Linked DNA regions of Sus scrofa: region 1 is linked to region 2. A link is a contact called in public HiChIP or PLAC-seq data. All regions are on one chromosome and are shown on one strand. Each heading gives the region's core, a stretch centred on a gene start, on an enhancer-like site or on the middle of the called end of the contact. The rest is flanking DNA. Distances are from core to core; before and after follow the strand shown.

Region 1 (6,727 bases), core at 1,049-3,548, 1.3 Mb before region 2:
GAAATCATCTTTTGTTTCTTCAAGATAAAATAGGCATTTCCGTGTGGCCCAGCGGTAATGAACTCAACTAGTATCCATGAGGACACAGGTTCAATCCTTGGCCTTGCCAGTAGTTTAAGGATCTGGCATTCCGTGAGCTGTGTGTAGGTTTCAGACAGGCCTTGGATCTGGCATTGCTGTGGCTGTGGCCAGCAGCTGTAACTCCAATTCAACCCGTAGCCTGGGAATTTCCATCTACCAAGGGTGAGCCCCCCCCAAAAAAAAATTATATAAAGGCTCAACAGAACTTATCAGATACCTAACACTCACCACGCCACTGCATGACTTTGTTTTCACATCCAGTTTCACCAACCCAAAACCTTCAAGAGAACAAAATGATTCTTTTGTATAAAAGATGCATGACAACAGCCAACTATATACACTAAAAAAAGAAAACCAGAAAGATTTCACATATTCAAAGGGAGACAAAAATGTGCATTGATACATGATACTTAAATGAAAAATTCTGTGAATAGACAGAAACATCCCTATGAAGCTTTGCCTAATATATTGGTGTGTATTTGGCAATCCCCCCCCCAAAAAAAAACCCCAACTGTCAAACAATTTTATCAAAGCATTTATTTAAAAATGCTTTTCAAACCGAAATATCAGATTAGAAAAATCACTTCAACTTAAATCTCAGAATAGCCAATAATTTATTATAATACAGGCACTGAGAACATTTAACCCAAAGAGGTACCTCCTTCGGGGATTAATAATCTAAACAATTAATAATCTAAATAACTGGGGAAATATTCTAAAGGACAGGGAGGGTGAGGTGTGGAATAAAATCTTCAAGAGAGTCCTAATTTATTCGAAAAAACCCATAACTCTTTAGTAGGAGTCACCACCATCAAAGCAATCCAAGACAATCATCAATTCTAGTCAACCATGGCGTAAACTATATCTCAAAGAAAAGAAAGCATGATTGCTTTTCTTCTTAAAGGTAAATTCCTGTAACTCAAGTTTGAAAAAAACAGATGAAACTGGGATAGAATTTGGATTGTTTTACAGTACTATTTTAATAGAAATCTTATCTTAAATATAACTAATAAGAGAATGCAGCAAAATACTTACAATTTAAAGTCAATAATTTCCCTAAGCAATCCAAACACACATTTTCCACTTCAGATCTAAAATTTTTAAAGCAATTCTTACCAAATCCTTTGTTGAAAATATCTCTGGCAGCTTTGCCAAGGTCAGCATATGATGGCGGAATACACATTGCTGGTGGGAAGAAACATTCCAATGTTAATGTCCCTGTGCTCCCACAGTCTGTTCAAGAACTAGATTATGAACAGACTGCTATCTTTAAATCCAAGCAATCCAACTTGTTTTTATTACCACGAGGAGCTACAACAAAACTATAGTCTACTAGGATCCATGAGGGAGACATCAGCACCAAAGACTAATTTCTAAAACAGATAACTATAGTAAGTGGCCAAAAAACTTGGGAAATTCCTTCCAAAATATACAAAGAATCAAACACATACACACATATATAACTATACATTCAAATATACCTGCCAAAAGTCACTGGAATAGGCTGATTTAACCAAATGAGATTAAAAAAACTAAGACAAGTCCCTCACCCCCTCCCCCAATACATCCTTTAGTATCCTCTCTGAGGCCAAAACCAATATTCTGGAATGGGAAGAGAAAGGTAAATAATACCTGGGGAACTTAACGGAACTTAAAAAAAAGCCATCTATGTTTCACTCAAGTGTCTACATCAACTAAATATCAGATGGCACTTTAGACATATCCTCGGCCAATGCTGTGCGGCTTAAGGGCAAGCAATCTGAGCTCGTTACACTAGCTCATTCATTCTACACAGCACGTCCACGCCCTTAGGAGCACATGTAATGACCTTGTGCACTCACAAGGGAGATTACTACTTCCTCTAAAAAAGTGACCGATCCAAGCCTCCAAAAACCAAATCCGGTATCAGTAACTTTTTCCTCTGAGTCCATTAAAGACACATCCAAAAGCTGAAGGTGAATGCGACCATGAACCAACTCCCCTGGCCTAGTCCCCCTATTCGAAATCCAGCAACTCAGTCCCTCCTCCGCAGAACTAGAGGAGTCAGACGATGGAGAAACTACCAAAAGGGACAAATTTCCAAGTCCTCGGAGAGATACGGGAAAAGAAGCCCTAGTTTTCCGTTCGACAGGCTTCGACTGTCCAGGCACCGCCGCCCCGTCCCGCAGAGATCCCCCTCTACTTACGCCGTGGGCAGGTCTGTCCATAGGACGCCATGGCGAAGCCGTCGGATGAGGTGATCTGAAGGAGGGACATAAAGTGTGGTCAGCAGGGGTCAGAAGCAAACCAAGGGGCCAGAAAGGGGGTCTGGGACAGAGGGGAGAGGGGCCGCGGGGCAGCGCGGCCATCTTAGGGAGCCAGGGCCGACCCAGAGTCCGGCTCAGACATCCTGCTTGGCCGCCCAGGCCTACGCCCCCGGGTCAGAGTGAGGCGGGGGCAGCGGTACCTGGTGGTCTCCTGGGGGGAGGGGGAGGCGCCCCTGCCGTTCGCTCGCAGCAGAAACCGTTCGGCTCCTTCAGGGTCGGGCTGCAGCTCCCTCGGCTGGAGGGCGAAGTGAAGGAGACACCGTTCCGCCTGCCGCAACCCTGTCCTCCCCCCACCGGCCAGGACCCTGCCGCTGCCCCTGGGGCTGCCCGCCGCGCCTGTCCCCGCAGCGCCGCCTGCTGCCCACTCCAACCTGCTCTAAAACAGCCACGTGCTCCAAGAGCACCCCCGCCCCCGGGATAGGGCGCCTCGGTCCCTCGGCGGGGGCCAGAAAGACAGACGTTGCCGGACCTCAGGTCAGGCAGCGAAGAGGACAGCCCCAGAGACGAGGGGGCGGGGAACGACGGATGCTGCCGGAGGGGACCGCGAGGGCGGGGGGATGGGGTGGAGGCCCCGCGCGCGCTCAATATGGGCGGGGCGGGGCGTCGGGCGCGTGCCTGAGCGGGACTGCGCGCGACTGGGCGCGACCGCGCTCCCCGAGGTCACGTACATCTCTCCAACTCCCCTTCTTGGCTGTGACTTACATGCCCTGCAGAGCCAATCCCCGGTAGAGGAAGGAGTCTGCTGAGCGATACCACTTCTGCCCTGAGCAAGTGCTTGCGTCTCTGGAAGACCGTGTGTCTCTCCTGGCTCAGAGAGAAATGAGTGGGGCGCTGGGGCGTACCTCCAGCCCCTCGCCCACTCCCTTCTTTCGCCCGCTTCCCATCATGGTGTAATCGCCATGCTAGGCGGGGCTCGGCCTGAGAGGCTCTCTTGGGCTGCCCCGCCCTGAACAAACTTGAGCACGTCTCGGGGTGCCCCGCCTTTCCCTACTCCACCCTACCCCCGCTCAAGCCTTAGGGTTCCTTTTCTGCCTCCTTCGTCTGGATTGGGGTGGGACTGCTTTACACACACAGAGAAACTGGAGCGGTCTTGGTGAGTCAAGCCTGCTAGAAAATTTAGGAATCATGCTGACCAAGCATTAGAACGCTGCACTCCAGTTCTCTGGGTGTGCAGGAAGTGAAGAAGCCAAGGGGACAAGAAAAAAATGAGCGGTCTAATGAGATAGAAATAGGGTCAATTTAAGGTCGGTAATCAATAGCCAGTCTCAGCAATTTATCCCTTCTCTACCCCAGTTTTGTCTTGTTTTGTTTCACTCTATAAAATAAATGAGATGAAGTGGTTTTAACAGCCATTCAGCCATAGACTAAGGAAAGCTCATTTTCCCCCACTCTGGCTTTTTCTTCTTTTTCTACCCACCGTGTGGCATGTGGAGGTTCCCAAGCCAAGGATCAAACCATTGCCACAGTAGTGGCCCAAGCTGCAATAACAAGGCAGGGTCCTTAACCCACTTTGCCCCAAGAAAATTCCCTGACTCTAGCTTTGAAAACCACCTCTATTTAAATGCTGCAAAGTTACCATCTTTTTCTAAACCAGGAAAAAAGGGATAGCTAGATAGGCCTCCCATTGCAAACCCGGATTTAAGCTGCAGCCTGGTGGATTTCCCTCCCATGAGCAGGCCCAGCCAGCAAGCTTGCCTAGTCGTGGTTGGTATTACACATTGTAAAGGGTTAGAAGAAGGGAAAAGTTTTTGTGCCTAAAAGTTCAGGCACCAGAGTCCTGATTAATTCCTTCATTCACGTTCAGACAGGTTGGTCTGAAATCAGTCTGGTTCCACAGAGAACTGGTCTGCTCTGGCTATATTTGATGCTAATGGCAGAAACTGTTATCCTGTCCTAAGTGCAGCATAATATACTACCTCCCAGAAAAACCTAGTCTCTGCTCAGTCATCTTTGGGGCTTATTCACACTGTGAACTATCTAACATATTTAACCCCCAGAGAATCTTAATGTGCTACAAAACACAGATCTGAGGCTTTACCCTCTAATAAAAATCCAAGGGATATACACAGTACCTAATAACAGGAAGAATCGTGGCAATTTATTTCAAAGTGGGATTCAGTAACTATATATGAGTACTTACATCCAAAGCCCTTTAAAGAGTCCACTCTAAAACAAAACAACAAAATCAAAACAAAAAACAAAGCTCTTTAGACCAAAGCATCATTAGTAGCAGCCACCACCTATAGAGCAACTACTTTGTATCACCCACAAAGGAAGCAAAATCCATTCAGACACACTTCCTGCTCCCGAGGAAGCACTTACAGTCAAGCATGTAGAGATGCAGAGATGTGTAGAGATGTCAAGAACTGGAAAGGTGGAGTTCCCATCATGGCTCAGTGTTAACGAACCCACCTAGTATCCATGAGGACTCAGGTTCTATCCCTGGCTGAGTGGGTTAAAGATCTGACGTTGCCATGAGCTGTGGTGTAGGTCGAAGATGTGGCTCAGAGCTGGCATTCCTGTGGCTATGGTATAGGCTGGCAGCTGCAGCTCTGATTTGATGCCTAGCCTGGGAACTTCCATATGCCATGGGTTTGGCCCTAAAAAGACAAAAAAAAAAAAAAAAGCTAGAAAGGGTCCAAAATTTTCCCTATGTGCAAACTAGCAAGTTCACCTGCCATAGTTTCATATATTGATAGATGCTGGCAGAAGACAGGAAAGTTAAAGGTTAGAGACAAAGGATTTTATTACTCCAGGCTCAGCAAGCAGCATAAGCTTCATGTTCAAATCAGTTCCCCTTGCCCTCTGTGTTCCACAGGGGTGTTGCAGACCACCCTAGGGAGTAACTGCACACCATGTGTTTGTGTCACAGCTGAGGAATCTTAAGCTTAGGAAATATCCTGCCTTATAAGGAGCTACAAACCTGTCCAACCTTTGCCCCAAGAGAGACATTATTATACTTCCCGGGAAACAAAATCTGCCCTCTGCCTGTTAACCCAGAGGGAGCTAACATCCCTGTCTCCCAAGGCTATTTGCTATGTAGACATTCTTGAAAAGATAGTTTGAGATAAAAGCTGTCACAAGACCTGTAGAAACACCACTGAGAATTGTCCTACAACATAGGACGGAGAATTCAGGGGTTCTAAGCACAATGCTGAATGTAAGCACCTGCTGACACAACACTGTAAATCAACTACACTTTAATAAAAAATTAGGAGTTCCCATTGTGGCTCTGTGAGTTAAGGACCTGATGTTGTCTCCTGAGGACGTGGTTTGATCCCTGGCCTCACTCAGTGGGTTAAGGATCTGGAATTGCCACAAGCTGTAGCAAAGGTTGCAGTGCGGCTCAGATCTGGTATTGCCATAGCTGTGGCATAGGCCTCAGCAGCAGCTTGGAAGTTCCATATGCCACAGGTGGGGCACCAAAAATTTTTTTTTAATTTTTAAAGTAAAAAAATAAATAAATGTAAGCACAGAGAACTGTGATCATGCACAGTCAGACTGAGGAGACACTTGCATTAAAGTATGAAAGTAGGACTTATCAAAACTGGAAAGCCAGGGGAGTTCCCGCTGTGGCGCAGTGGTTAACGAATCCGACTAGGAACCATGAGGTTGCGGGTTCGGTCCCTGCCCTTGCTCAGTGGGTTAACGATCCGGCGTTGCCGTGAGCTGTGGTGTAGGTTGCAGACACGGCTCGGATCCCGTGTTGCTGTGGCTCTGGCGTAGGCCGGTGGCTACAGCTCCGATTTGACCCCTAGCCTGGGAACCTCCATATGCCAAGGGAGCGGCCCAAGAAATAGCAACAACAACAACAACAAAAGGCAAAAGACAAAAAAAAAAAAAAAAAGATCCGGTGTTGCCATGAGCTGTGGTGTAGGTCAGCAGCTGTAGCTCCGATTCTGACCCCTAGGCTGGGAACTTCCATCTGCCACAGGTACAGCCCTAAAAAAACAGGGAAAAAAAACAACAAAAAAACACTTTTATTATCAAAAAGTTTCTGTGGGTCAAAAATTAAGCTTAGCTAAGTAGTTCTGGCTCAGGGCCTCCCATGAGGTTGTAGTCAATATATTAGCTGGGGCTACTGTCATCTGAAGCGTTAACCACGCTAAAGGATCTGCTTCCAAGGAGGATCCCTCACATGGCTCTTGGCAAGAGGCCTCCATTCCTCACCATGTGGCTGTTTCCCTAAAGCTGCTGCTTGAGTGTCCTCATGACATGGCAGCTGGCTTCTCCCAGAGTAGGTGACCAAAGAGAGAGACTGAAGCCACAATGTCTGAACCTGCCTCAGAAATCACACTGTCATTTCTGCTTTTTTCTATTTGTTGTAAGTGAGTTACTAA
Region 2 (6,590 bases), core at 1,203-3,702:
CAAGGCCCATTTTTATCTTAATAACTATCCTACTGGAGCTTTAAAACCCCCACTGACCCCTTTGTGCATTTAATGCTGTAAAGTACATAGAAAAAGTTAACTCAGTTATGATTGAAAGGGCAAAGTATGCAAAAAATACTGTTCAATTGTTCTAATATCAGGAGGTCGCAAAAATGTTGTCAGCAACCAGGTAGTAACATAGAGAGAAGTGAACAGGTGATAAACAAAGAAGATAATTGCCGATTAAGCCTCAGTCTCACCATTTGAGAGTCCTGTGGCTAGATCACTGGAGAATGGAAACTAATGATAATCAGCTCTATTTGATTCTTTATTTCCATGTGGGAAATAAAAGGTTACCAGATTTTTGGATTTTTCTTTGTTTTTTGGCCGCATTTGTGGCATGTGGAAGTTCCTGGGCCAGGGATCGAACACAGAAGGGACCTGACCCACAGCAGTGACAATGCCAGATCCTTAACCCTCTGTCCCACAAGAGAACTCCTGATTTTTTTTTTTTTTTTTTTTTTTTTGCTTTTTAGGGCCACACCATGGCATATGGAGGTTCCCAGGCTAGGGGTTGAATCGGAGCTACAGCTGCCAACCTACAGCACAGCCACAGCAACGCCAGATCCTTAACCCACTGAGCAAGGCCAGGAATCAAACCCACAACCTCATGTTTCCTAGTCAGATTTGTTTCTGCTGCACCACAACAGGAACTCCAAGAACTCCTGATTTTTTTTAAAAAAAGCTAAAAAGCATATTTTTTTGGCCACACCCCCAGCCAAAGTGGATTTTTTATGATACTGAATTTTTGAATGTGGTCTGCTAATTTAAAAACAAACTTTTAATTGTGTGGGCCAAATAAAATACATCTCCAAAACCTCTGGGTCACCAGTTTGTGAACTTCTGATTATCCTGGCAGCACCTTGCAGTGGCTATGCACAGATAGTCAGTGAGTATTTACAGATAATGGCAAAAAAGCTCTTCATATAAACAGACTCCAACATCCTTATGCATCCTTTGCATACAAAGGCAAGGACACTAAGTGGTATAAAGGTTTTTGTCTTGACCCTGGTGCAAATTACAGAGCAAAGACTTTCCAGAGTGTAGGGGAGAACACAGGACTCAACTATAGTGGGAATACCTAATCCACAACAAAAGGCCAAGCTCTCTTCAGGGGATTTTATTTCAACATAAAATATAATTTCCATCCACATAATGATTCCAAAGGGTTAAAAAAAAGTGTTTCGCGTCCTTCCACTCTTCAAAAAGAACGTGTGACAATGCAAATATCTCTAAAAAGCCTCTGCATAGTTCTCAGAAGCTACAGTCCAGTCATTGAAAATGCTTCTCCATTTTCAGCTGACATGAGGTTTGTTAGGAAACCTATGTAACAACTTATTCAATTTCTTGGGGGGTAAACTCCCCAACTCTCCCAGGTTCTCCTGGATTGATCTCATCTTTCGGGCAGCCTGAAAACACAGAACAAAAATTAAAATGACAGCTCTAAAGTTGGCCCTGACCTAAGCTAATAGTTCTCACAACACCCCAAATCACACTGAGAAATTAACCAGCCTGGAGAGCTGCGTCATCTTCTCAGTCCTCTTTCATCAAAAGGACTTGGGAACCATGAATGACTGTATGATCTGAAGCCATCATCCAGCTGGCAATTAAATCTAAGCTGGAAACCAAATAAACTGTCCTTTCCTATCTTTAGTTCACTTGGGAGAATAATGTCTATTTGAGCAGCAATTTAAATTTTACAATGTGGTTTTCCCATTCATTTCTTCACTTAACACTCACAAAATTCTTTAAGGCAGATATGAATATTAACCTCACTGTGCATCTGATAAAGCTAAAAGCAGTAAAACAAATCGCTCAAGATCACGATGCCTTCAAAATTGTAAACTTTCGCACTTTGGCATGAGTCAAGTAGATCCCAAAAACTTTTCTCGCCCTTTTTGAGGGAGAAGAATTTTCTTATCACCAAGCAAGAGGCAGTAAGAACCATACTGTATACCCCATTCTCCTCCCAAGAGGGCACCCCAGGAGCCTCCTGTCACCTCAGCCCTCGAAGCACAATCGAAGAAGTCCTGAATCTCTTTTCTGCACGCTTCGTCGCGGAATTCATTCTGCTTCCAGCAAGCCATCATTACTGACATCTCCGTGATACAGGTCGCCTCTGGTGGAGAACGGGAAGGACCCTCAATCACAAGGAGACCCTTACCTTCCGGCCCTCCCACCCAGCGGCCCCCTGCACTCCTCCGGCTTCCGTTCTAGGGCCTCCACGGCTCCGACTGCTCACCGCCCTTCTCCCGGCGCCGTTCCCCGACATGATTGGCTAGGATGAGGGGCTTGTTGGGCTTCAGTATAGGCCTCCGTGGGTTTCCAAGCCGTGCTAGTCGACCCCGCAGGCTGGGAGTCGCCATTGCAAAGCGAGCTCCCGGCAGGCTCTGCGGCGCCGTGCGTGACCCTGCGTGACCCTACGAGCTTCCTGAAACTAGGAGGCTCCCTTTCCCGCCCAGCATGCACCGCTTTGTTTTCTTGGCGGGGCACCCGCGCTGCTGGGTTCTGACCTGCTTTAATAGAGACCGATGTGCAGGTTGGGAGGAGAATCTTTGGGACTCGTCTGCTGACCTAGGCCACTCTTGTGGGCCCTGAAGTCTTGGGGCAGTACTGGACCGGGAACACCCAGGAAACACTGATAAACGGACTCTAGTTTCGAGTGGTAACCGGCTGGATTAGAAGGTGATTGGAGTTGCCTGGTGGCTCAGTGGGTTAAGGATCCACCTTGCCACTATTATGGTGGGAGTTCGTTCCCCCGGCCCAGGAATTTCCGCCTGCAGCGGGCGCATCACCAAAAAAAAAAAAAAAAAAAAAAAAAAAAAAAAAAAGATTGACCTAAGCAAGGGCAGAGAGGATGGGAGCAAATAAAACTGGGAGACTGAAAAATGCTAAATTGGGAATTATTATTACTATTAAAAAAAAAAAAAAAAAAAGCCCACACCCGGAGCATAGGGAAGTTCCGAGGCCGGGGACTGAATCCGAGCTGCAGCTGCGGCAACACCGGATCCTTTAACTCATTGCTCCAGACCAGGTATCAAACCCGCACCTCCTCAGCTGGCGGGAGCCGCTGCGCCAGGGTCAGAACTCTAGGAATGATTTTAATAAACCTTCAAGAACTGTTGGTTTTGACTACGTTTGGAACCACCCCAGAAGCCGCAAAGAAAAATTAGCCCTCATTTACTTCAGCAGCTACTGTTGTTCAGAAATCGTTTGCTCATTTATATCGATCTCACTGGGTAAGGAAAGGTTTAAGGACTTTTGCATACATTGTTTTACTTAATCCTCTTCCCAATTCTCTGAAGATACTTAGTAGTATCATTCCTATTTATAGACTTTGTCCTTCCTTGTGATGCCTAGCTTTAATCAGACTTGGTTCTGACTCCCCCCCCACCCCCCACCTCCCAAAATGATTTACAAAGACGTACCGCTGATTCTCAAGGCATATATTTATACATGAGCACCATGTAATGGAAGCACAACTTGTACAAACTTGTAGTTCTTAAGATGACTACTTTGGAGAGCAATACTTAATTTGGTTGTGTAAATTTAGTATGCTAAAATCACTTATCACAGATGTCTGGAATCTTTCCATTTATCTCTGCATGGCTGGTTCTTTTTCTTCTGTTGAGTCTCAGTTTGTCAGGACTTCCCTGACTTCCATCCAAACCACTATCAAGCTGTTTTATTTTCTTCACAGCACCTATCATAGTCTGGATTGTCTTGTTCCCTTACTGTTCATTTACAGCCTTACCCCCAACACCCATTTAAAATGTAAGCACCGGAAGAGAATAGACCTTGTCTATCTTGTTCAGTGCTTAATCCCCAGTGCCTAGAGTAGTGCCAGTAAATGCTTGTTAAATGAACAAATGTTTTAAGTATTTTTCCAAGTCTCCAACTTTATCACAGCCAGAAATAAAACCAAGCAAAAGACACTGTTTCAAAAGAAGCCATTTATTATACAAAATGAAACCTGAGACAATAGAAAACAGCAACACCTGGGAATAGTAAGGGCATCAGCCCCAAGTTCCACCCTGACTCCAGCAACACAAATAAAGCTGACTCCTATCAGACACTTCTACCACCAATAACCCCAAGCCTGCTGCTGTACAGAATGCAGGCTGGGTCACAAACTAGCGAAAATTCACATTGCTTGCTTTCTCTGTAGAGAAAGAGAAGCCTTTAGTTGGATAGCTAGGTGGCTATTTCTGGTGCTGCCTTCCCTTGTGGACCCGTAGCACCTGGCCTTCCCTGCTCTTTTATGAATACTTCTGTGGTAATAGGGAATAAAGGAGAAAGTGTGGGGAGCACTGGTCACAAAGCAGGCATGAGTCTCTGGCCACAATCATTCATAAACAACTGGCCTACTTTATACATAAAAGTGCTAAAGTAATGCCAATGTGAATTGGTGTAATTAGACAGGAAAGGAAAGGATGATTCTACCCCTTGCATAACCATCACTTACCATTTTTATTGCACATAATGAAATTTGAGTCTGAACATTAGTTTGCACATGGTTGTAATATGTATTTTGCATTCTATAAACCAGCATCAGCATTTAAATAGAGTGCAGGCTTAGAAATCAGAGTCCTGAATTTGACTTCTTTTGTAAGGGTCTCTACTATATCAAATTTTAACAGAAGTATTTTTGAAGGTCTTCCCCTCCTCTTGTTTTCTGTGAAAGTCCAAACTGGGTAAGCAAACTTTCCATGCTCTTATGAAAAGCATTTTTTATTAAATAAACTGGAAAAAGAACCACGTTGGCAGTGAAACCCAGCCTAAATAGGTTTCCTTGGCCACATCTTTAGGTGTCACGATAAGTGTGGGACCCTAGTTATTGAAGCATCTCATATATAAACAAAATGTTTATTGGGAGTTCTGTTGTAGGATTTCCATTTTGTGGGATATTATATAGTTTCATGCCAGCCTAAAGTTATATAAATTCTCTATAGATCTTTACTGAATTCAAAGTAGGTGTCATTTTAAAAAAATTAAACATGATGTTGGCTTTGATGTTAAATAAAGAGCTAGATTTCTTAAATTTAAACACAAACTGTTATCATCATACACAGAATAGCTTAGCATTTTGCTCAAAATAATAAAAACAAACAAAACCTTATATAAGGACAAGGTTATTTATACACAGTCTATACTGAAGTCATAAAATCTTCCTCTTGTCTTTGCAACCGTATTTATATGTTGGTAAATTTGTGTGTATACAGATACACACATATACTAAACCAGATATATTGATAAGCTATGAAACTTCTCTAGTGATAATTCATTAATACAACATCACAACCAGGGTAGTTCTAAGATACATAGTATTCTTTCTTGTTCCACTGCCCCAGAAAAAGCAAATGGTCTCCTTGCCCATTAAGCTGTATGTTTAAACCACAGCAAATGGAGGGTTTGCCTATATCCCCTTATGATGGCTTGTATGTCTTGCCTTACCTCTCATCCCCTTGAGCTTAGGGCCTTGGATGGGCTCCATCAAAATGTAGTCTCAGAAAGTACTATAAAGTCGTGTCTTGTATCAGTAATAGAATGAATGAAGTTGGAATATTTATCCCACTTAAAGTGAAAAGTGCCTCAGAATATGAGATAATTAATACAGCTATATTGCTGGGCTGTTTTGTCCACCACAATTTCATGACTTTTGGGGGGGAAATGGGACTTTTGAGGCATACAAAAATAATAAAGTAGAAGAGTTCATTAGGCAGACAGAAAAGAACAAAAACCTATAAAAATTTGCACTTTGATTCACAATGGGCTATTTTAACACTTCAAAATCATTATAGCTTTTTCTATCATCATTTCCAGGCTTAGTCTCCATCTCCAGCCAAAAATAGAGAAGGACAATTCATTAAATTTATACGACATTTATTAGTCACTGTATCATATGGAGGTTCCCAGGCTAAGGGTCCAACAGGAGCTGCAGCTGCCAGCCTATGCCTCAGCCACAGCAGCACCAGATCCAAGCTGTGTCTGTGACCTACACCACAGCTCACGGCAAGGCCGGATCCTTAATCCACTGAGCGAGGCCAAAAACTGAACCTGAAATCTTATGGCCCCTAGTTGGATGTGTTTTTGCTGCGCCATGATGGGAACTCCAGTCACTGAATCTTTCTATTCATGAAGTGAGAAAGAATTCTAGATATCCCCTAGATAAAAAGCAAACCAGCAGTAAAAAAAGCTGGCAAACCTATAGCCAATTTAATACAGGGGATGATGAATGTGGGAAGGGTGGCGAGGATACTCCATCTCCATCAGAAATTATGGAACACCAGGAAAGAAAAAGCTATTCAAAATTAAAAGTTAAGCAGTTCCCTTGTGGCGCAGCAGGTTAAGAATACAGCATTGTCAATGAAGTGGTTCTGGTTGCTGCTGTGGCTTGGGTTTGATCCCTGGCCAGGGAACTTCCACATGCTCTGGGTGCGGCCAAAAAGCCACACACACATGCCCACAAATAATAATAATAAAATAAAAATTTTAAAGGCTGACATGAAAAGCAAAGTAAATGATTTAAA

The links. HiChIP or PLAC-seq counts read pairs in DNA pulled down with a chosen protein or histone mark.
Region 1: a contact with region 2 is called in an H3K27ac HiChIP or PLAC-seq map of alveolar macrophages, with 10 times the contacts expected there. The contact joins the promoter of VDAC2 here to the promoter of CHCHD1 in region 2. A contact is called at or near these places in 2 of 5 promoter capture datasets (fetal liver and fetal skeletal muscle) and 1 of 2 datasets of contacts at active chromatin or transcription factors (alveolar macrophages).

What each region holds. Positions count from the first base shown.
Region 1 is chr14:77,763,266-77,769,992 of Sscrofa11.1, reverse strand. It overlaps VDAC2 (voltage dependent anion channel 2), which reads right to left and starts at 2,298. Exons shown (of 9, transcript NM_214369.1): 1 at 2,268-2,298; 2 at 1,198-1,266; 3 at 310-359. The coding sequence starts at 2,298.
Region 2 is chr14:76,503,180-76,509,769 of Sscrofa11.1, reverse strand. It overlaps CHCHD1 (coiled-coil-helix-coiled-coil-helix domain containing 1), which reads right to left and starts at 2,452. Exons shown (of 3, transcript NM_001190155.1): 1 at 2,303-2,452; 2 at 2,061-2,179; 3 at 510-1,469. The coding sequence starts at 2,426. The coding sequence ends at 1,356. It overlaps FUT11 (alpha-(1,3)-fucosyltransferase 11), which reads right to left. Exons shown (of 3, transcript XM_001928248.5): 3 at 3,994-6,590.